2 separate regions of the Triticum aestivum genome follow, and region 2 is linked to region 1. A link is a contact called in public Hi-C data. All regions are on one chromosome and are shown on one strand. Each heading gives the region's core, a stretch centred on a gene start, on an enhancer-like site or on the middle of the called end of the contact. The rest is flanking DNA. Distances are from core to core; before and after follow the strand shown.

Region 1 (2,813 bases), core at 178-2,677:
GGCATTGGGTTTGCAACGCCTTCCATCTTTGGTGCATACATCCTTTCCCTGTCAGGCTGCACTGGATGCATATGTGTGTACCCATAAGCCCCCATTTGAGAAGGTATTTGCCGCTCTCCCATCATGATCCTTGCCACATCTTCAGGCCGCAGGCTCATGAACACTGGTATTGGCTCAACCGGCGCCCCTCCACGCACATCGTTGGCATAGTCATTCATGACTGGATCGGAGTGGGCGTGAGGCAGAGCCTTGACACACATATTGCAGTCCTGAAACCAGGTCGCATTTTCTGGTGGCTGCTGATTCAGACCCTGCATAGCCTCTCTATGATCGTTCATGAACACTGGTGGCAGTGGTGGTAGCTGTGAGAGTGGCTGACGGTACCTTGCTGCCTCCGGATGTGGATGCGGATGCGGGTGTGGATGTGGATGGGGGCTTGGCTGAGGGGGCGCAGCACTCTCCTGCGGCTTCACCGGGACAGGGGCGGGAGCAGCATTGGTGAAGACATCAACAAGCAGCTGCTGAGGTTGCGGCGGAGCAGCAAAAGCCGATCTGGCGGCGTCGTAGGAGCAGGTGGAGGTGGGGGAGACAGCAGTCGGGGAGCCCCCGCCGCCGCCGCCGCCCCCTCCCCCTCCCCCTCCCCCTCCTCCAGAGGAAGGCACGGCCGGGGTAGGAGGGGGAGGCCCGCCGTCGGAGCACTGGGTGGACGACAGGCTGGCGATGCTGTCCTTGCGCACAATGCCGTTGACGGCCTCGAGGTACCTGAGGCCGGCGTCGAAGCCGGCGGCGCCCTCGCCTCCCTCGTCCCCGGGCGCGGCCGCCTCCGAGACGGGGAAGATGAAGACCCGCAGCTTGGGGCTGGCGACGGCCAGCTTGTCGTACTCCTCCACCATGTTGTCGAGATCCTCGGGCGAGGAGACCGAGATGAGCGCGTCGAGGCCCTCGTCGGGGAGCTGGTACTTGACCGCGAAGTGCGGGCCCGTGGCGCCGCCGTAGGCGTCGGCGAGGCGGGCCAGCAGGTCCTGCAGCGCCACCCCGCGCGGCACGGACACGATCCGGGTGTCGCCGCCGGCGTACCGCAGCGTCCCGTCCCCGGGCCGCGGCAGGATGCGCCCGCCGAGGCTGCACAGCAGCTTCATCCGCTCCCCTCCTCCTCCCCCGCCCCCGCCGCCGCCGTCCTCGGCCATCCCGCCGCGGCGGCGCGGGTCCGCCCCCACTCCCCTCCCCCCTCCCCTCCTTCCCCGGATCTAACCCCGCAGGGCTCGGGCCGGGCCACAAACCAAACCCCCTCACCTCCACACCACCAGGAACCCTACCGCCGGCCGGATTCGGGGACTCCGGCGGCGGCGGGCGGCTCAATGCTCAGTCAATTGAAATTTTTTTCCGGGGGAGGGGAGTGGGGAGCGGGGGCGGGGGGTGGGGGGTGGGAGGGGTGCGTTCTACTCAAAAACCCTTGGCTCGCTCGCTCGCTCGCTCTCCCCGGCTGCTGCCTGCCTGGCTGGCTCGGCGTTGGTGTTGGCGTTGGTGTCCCCCTCGCCCCGGTTTTATATATTTTCCGGGCCTTGGATTTTCCCGTGCCGGAATTTGGAGCCTTCCCTTTGGTTTTCCGTGTGGTTCTCCCCCCCGCCCCCTTTCTGTTTGCCTTTGGGCTTTGGAGCATTGGCAAAACCTTGGGTTTGGGTTTTGAATCTGTGGGTCTGTTGCGGAAGAGGCCATTCGTGTTGGTGGAATTCGGCCGGGCGCCCCACCTTCCGGTTTGTTAGAAAAGGGGGGGCGTTCTAGAGGGGGTCGGAAGTTCACCTGCGTCGCCACCGCTCGATCCATCACAAATTTATGGTATTAACTAAGTGTAATTACTATAAAATTGTTTTGTTGATGTGGAACGTGATGGCAAGTGTATTGAAGGAATCCAATGATGATTTAAATTTAATTGCACACGATAAGGTAGTTGGTTGGTGCTGAACAGGCGTCGAGAAACAAAATTTGTACACCTACATCAATAGGATCATAGTGACATCATGTGTACATGCAAATGATTTCCCGTGGTGCATGGGCTATTTTTTTAATTCATGTTCATTTATATTTATTTCTTTTGATTATAAAATGTATGATGCAATTATATGTATCCTAATTAGGTTGCATGCAATAAAATAAGTCAAGAAAACTCACAACTTTGGGGGGTCATGCTCCGCTTTATTTTTCCAGCGATGAATTCAGGTAAGTTAGGGGACATGATTTGTGTGGAAACTCGTGACCTGAGTAGAGGGGAAACAAAGAAACGACGATGTGACAAGGCGGCGGTGTTTGTGCCTTGTTTGGGTGGGGGGGGGGGGGGGGGTAGTGGCCAGTGATGGGGGGTGGTTGCAGATCAGCTCGAGAAGAATCATGGCGGGGTGGCGGGTGGTCATCGTTGATCGGGCCAACATGTGTCAACAATAATAGGGCGAGGGAGACCTATGGAGGCGGAGTTTGGAGAATATCACCTTGGGATCGACATCGAAATATCTTGATGGAGTGAGAGCTCGGAGGTGGAAGGGGCGGCGGCGAGGGGGGGGGGAGGTTATTAGGTCTTGATGGCCGGGTCCGTGAGAGGTTGTATTTATATAGCGATCGAGCAAGTTTTTTTTAATCTATATCTAGAGGCTCGATGAGGTTTTCTTACCATAAATATCTCCTTGTTTTATAACAATGTGCATGAAAGGAATAAATGTATATATGACATGTTTGAAGCGGAAATATCGTTTGGAGCCCAGGCCCAATGGAGCCCATTGTTTTTGAAAAGTTACAAAATTGTTGAAGTTCCAAAAGAATCT
Region 2 (2,839 bases), core at 42-2,541, 230 kb after region 1:
CATAAATATGAAAAATCAACTTATAAACATAGGGGAAATTTAAGCCAGATTTCAATCCTCCCGCTATACCTTATCCCTTCCTGCACTGAGCAATGTTAGCCCGTCTTCTGATAATGCCAACGAAGTCACTGTTGAAAAATGTGCGTTAAGCACCGCAATGCATTTTTTGCTTTCAAGGTTCCAAACGCGCACTGTGCCATCATCACTTCCTGAAAATAACTAGACATCGAGAAAATAATGAGGCTACAAATACCATGAATGCAATGAGAAATAGAAGGCATGTATCACAAAAACCAACAACAGCTCAGTGGGGCTAATACTGAGTTACTTGCACCAAGAAGAAAAAAGTTTGATTTCAATTGATCATGTTTTCTTCACATGTAAGTAATTTATCTCCAAAATCATACTCACCAGAAGGCGCTTTGGATCTCTGTGGAACATTATGGTCGTCACAACACCTGTATGACCTCTAAAGAAATGTGTGCAAAACCCACCATCCACATCCCACACGCAAACCTTCTTGTCTGCTCCGGCGGTTGCAAGCAACCCACCAGAAGCATGGCATGACATGGCCATAACAGGACCATCATGTCCCTGTTAAGTCATAACAAAAAACAAATGAGCATACCTCGGATATTGAGGAACAAAAAGAAGGCAGTACTAATACGCTCAAATGAAAAATTTATAGCTGCAGAAGATGTTGACATTTATATGTGTAAATCCTCCATTCTGTCACCAGAGAAGAGACGAAGATTAGAAAAAGCACCTACCTTCCAGCTGCGGATGCAAGTGCGAGACGCGAGGTCCCAGACCCTGATAAGCTTGCTGTGGCCAGCAGCAAAGAGCAGGCGGGAGTCGGGGGACAGCGCGATCCCCGTGACGGCCTCGGAGTCGCCGTCGATGGGCTCCCCTATGGCGGAGGCGTCGGCGGCGGACACCACGCGCAGCTCGCTGCCGCAGGCGCACGCGAGGAACGCCTCCTCGGCGTCGCCCTCGCCCTCGCCGCGGGGGGCGCGCCCGACGGCGAAGGGCCCGCCCGTGTAGAACTGCTGCAGCGAGCGGTCGCAGCGGTAGTTGTTCTTGGGCCCCTGCGACAGAGCCATGGCGTTGCGCGTCGGCGGCGGGTCGTCGGAGCTAGGGTTTTGCAGTGGTGGCGGCGCGAGAAGGGGGGAGCAGGGTTTAAGTCGGCGGCGTGGCCGCGCGGGACAGTGGGCGGCGGCGGCGGCTTGAGGATGGGAGAGGACGAGAGTGCGGCGGCTAGGTTCGGTTGGCTTCTCTGCTCGATTTTTTTTTGGGGACATGGCTTCTCTGCTCGTAAAACCTAATGTGCTGACTTACTGGACTGGGCCGGGGACGGTGGGCTGGCAGGCAAAGCTGGACTGGGAAGCTACTACTACTATTTATTTAAATATAAAGGGCCCACATGTCAGCTAATCGGGCGACCCATCGAGTGACCCACGGGCAGGACCTCATGCCCATACCCTACCTGGGTTATCCATCGGGCTAACCCATGGGTGAATATGCTGACCCATACCCTACCCATTCGGGTCGGGTGCCCATGGGTCGGATTGCCGGGTTGAGGCGGCAGTGCGTCTATGCGGGAGGGAGAGAAGCCTAAGGCGTCGACACGTGTGTCCCTGACGCAGCGACATTGAGGGCTGTGGCCCTGTTGGGCTCACTTTTAATTTTGTTTTGAGCAAATATTCTGAGCTCACATAAGTGGGGTGTGTGTGTGGGCGGATGCTATCCCCGCATAGGTTGGGGAATAACGATCAAAACACCAACCCCGCGCGCCTCGTCTTCAGTGTAGGCCGGCCTATTTTGGGTTTTTCTCCACCGACTTTGAGAAGTTTCTAGAACCTTCCCTGAACCAGATTTCCTTATTCTTTTTTCGTTGCTTTTTCTCTGGTTCTTTTTTCCTTTTTCTTTTATGTTTTTACCTTTTTACCTCTTTCTTTTTAGTTTTTCTTTTTCTTTCTCTTTTATTTTTTTCTTCTTTTTCATTTTTATTTTTCCTTTTCCAAACTAAACAATATCTAAAATACATATTTTTTTTAAAAATGATGAACAATTTCTGAATTCATGATTTTGTTTTTGCAAATTGCAAACATTTTTTAAAGTGTGAACTTTTTTTGAATACAAGAACTGCTTTTGAAATTTGTGAATTTTTTTTCAAACTCATGAATATTTTTTTAACATTTTTGAAACCGACGAACATTGTTGGAATTCTCAAAAAATGAGGTTCAAGTACATTTTTCAACTTGAGCACATTTTTTGAGATAGTGAATATTTTTCGAACTCACAAACATATTTTAAACTCCATGAGTATTTTTTTCAGTTCAAGATCATTTTTAAAAAGTCATGAATATTTTTCAAACTCACTAACATTTTTTAATATGCAAACCATTTTTTAAATTCATGAACATTTTTTAACATTCTCAAACTCTTTCCAAATTTATGACATTTTTTTAAATGCGCAAACATTTCTCTAACCTGATGAGTCGATATGGTCCAACAAATTTTGTTATTAAACTTCATATGAAAAGAATCAAACAATAATGTCATAACCAGCAGGTGAAGGCATTGACTGAAAATAATCAAAAAAAATTATTAGACTTTGTATGAAAATTATTTTTGTTAACTGTAATGTGTTAGAATAGCAACAATAAGCTTAAGTCACCATGTGTGCCTCATGAAACCTGATTAGTACATTAGGCATGGGCTTAAAATTTTTGTCTTTGTTGAATATATTTTCTTGATTGTTGTATCCATGCAATACTAATCAAATATCTATATTTTAGCTAGATTTTTGTTTATTAGGTTTTAGATGGTTTCCCCT

What was found. Hi-C and Micro-C count contacts between places; a contact is called where the count stands out from the background.
Region 2: a Hi-C map of leaf shows a contact between it and region 1, with 7 times the contacts expected there. The contact joins the promoter of LOC123157014 here to the promoter of LOC123155691 in region 1. A contact is called at or near these places in 3 of 5 Hi-C or Micro-C datasets (all in leaf).

The regions. Positions count from the first base shown.
Region 1 is chr7B:700,691,687-700,694,499 of IWGSC CS RefSeq v2.1, forward strand. LOC123155691 (probable LIM domain-containing serine/threonine-protein kinase DDB_G0286997) reads right to left here and starts at 1,428. Exons shown (of 9, transcript XM_044573843.1): 1 at 1-1,428. The coding sequence starts at 1,187.
Region 2 is chr7B:700,917,812-700,920,650 of IWGSC CS RefSeq v2.1, forward strand. It overlaps LOC123157014 (transducin beta-like protein 3), which reads right to left and starts at 1,292. Exons shown (of 14, transcript XM_044575236.1): 1 at 771-1,292; 2 at 412-594; 3 at 70-219. The coding sequence starts at 1,103.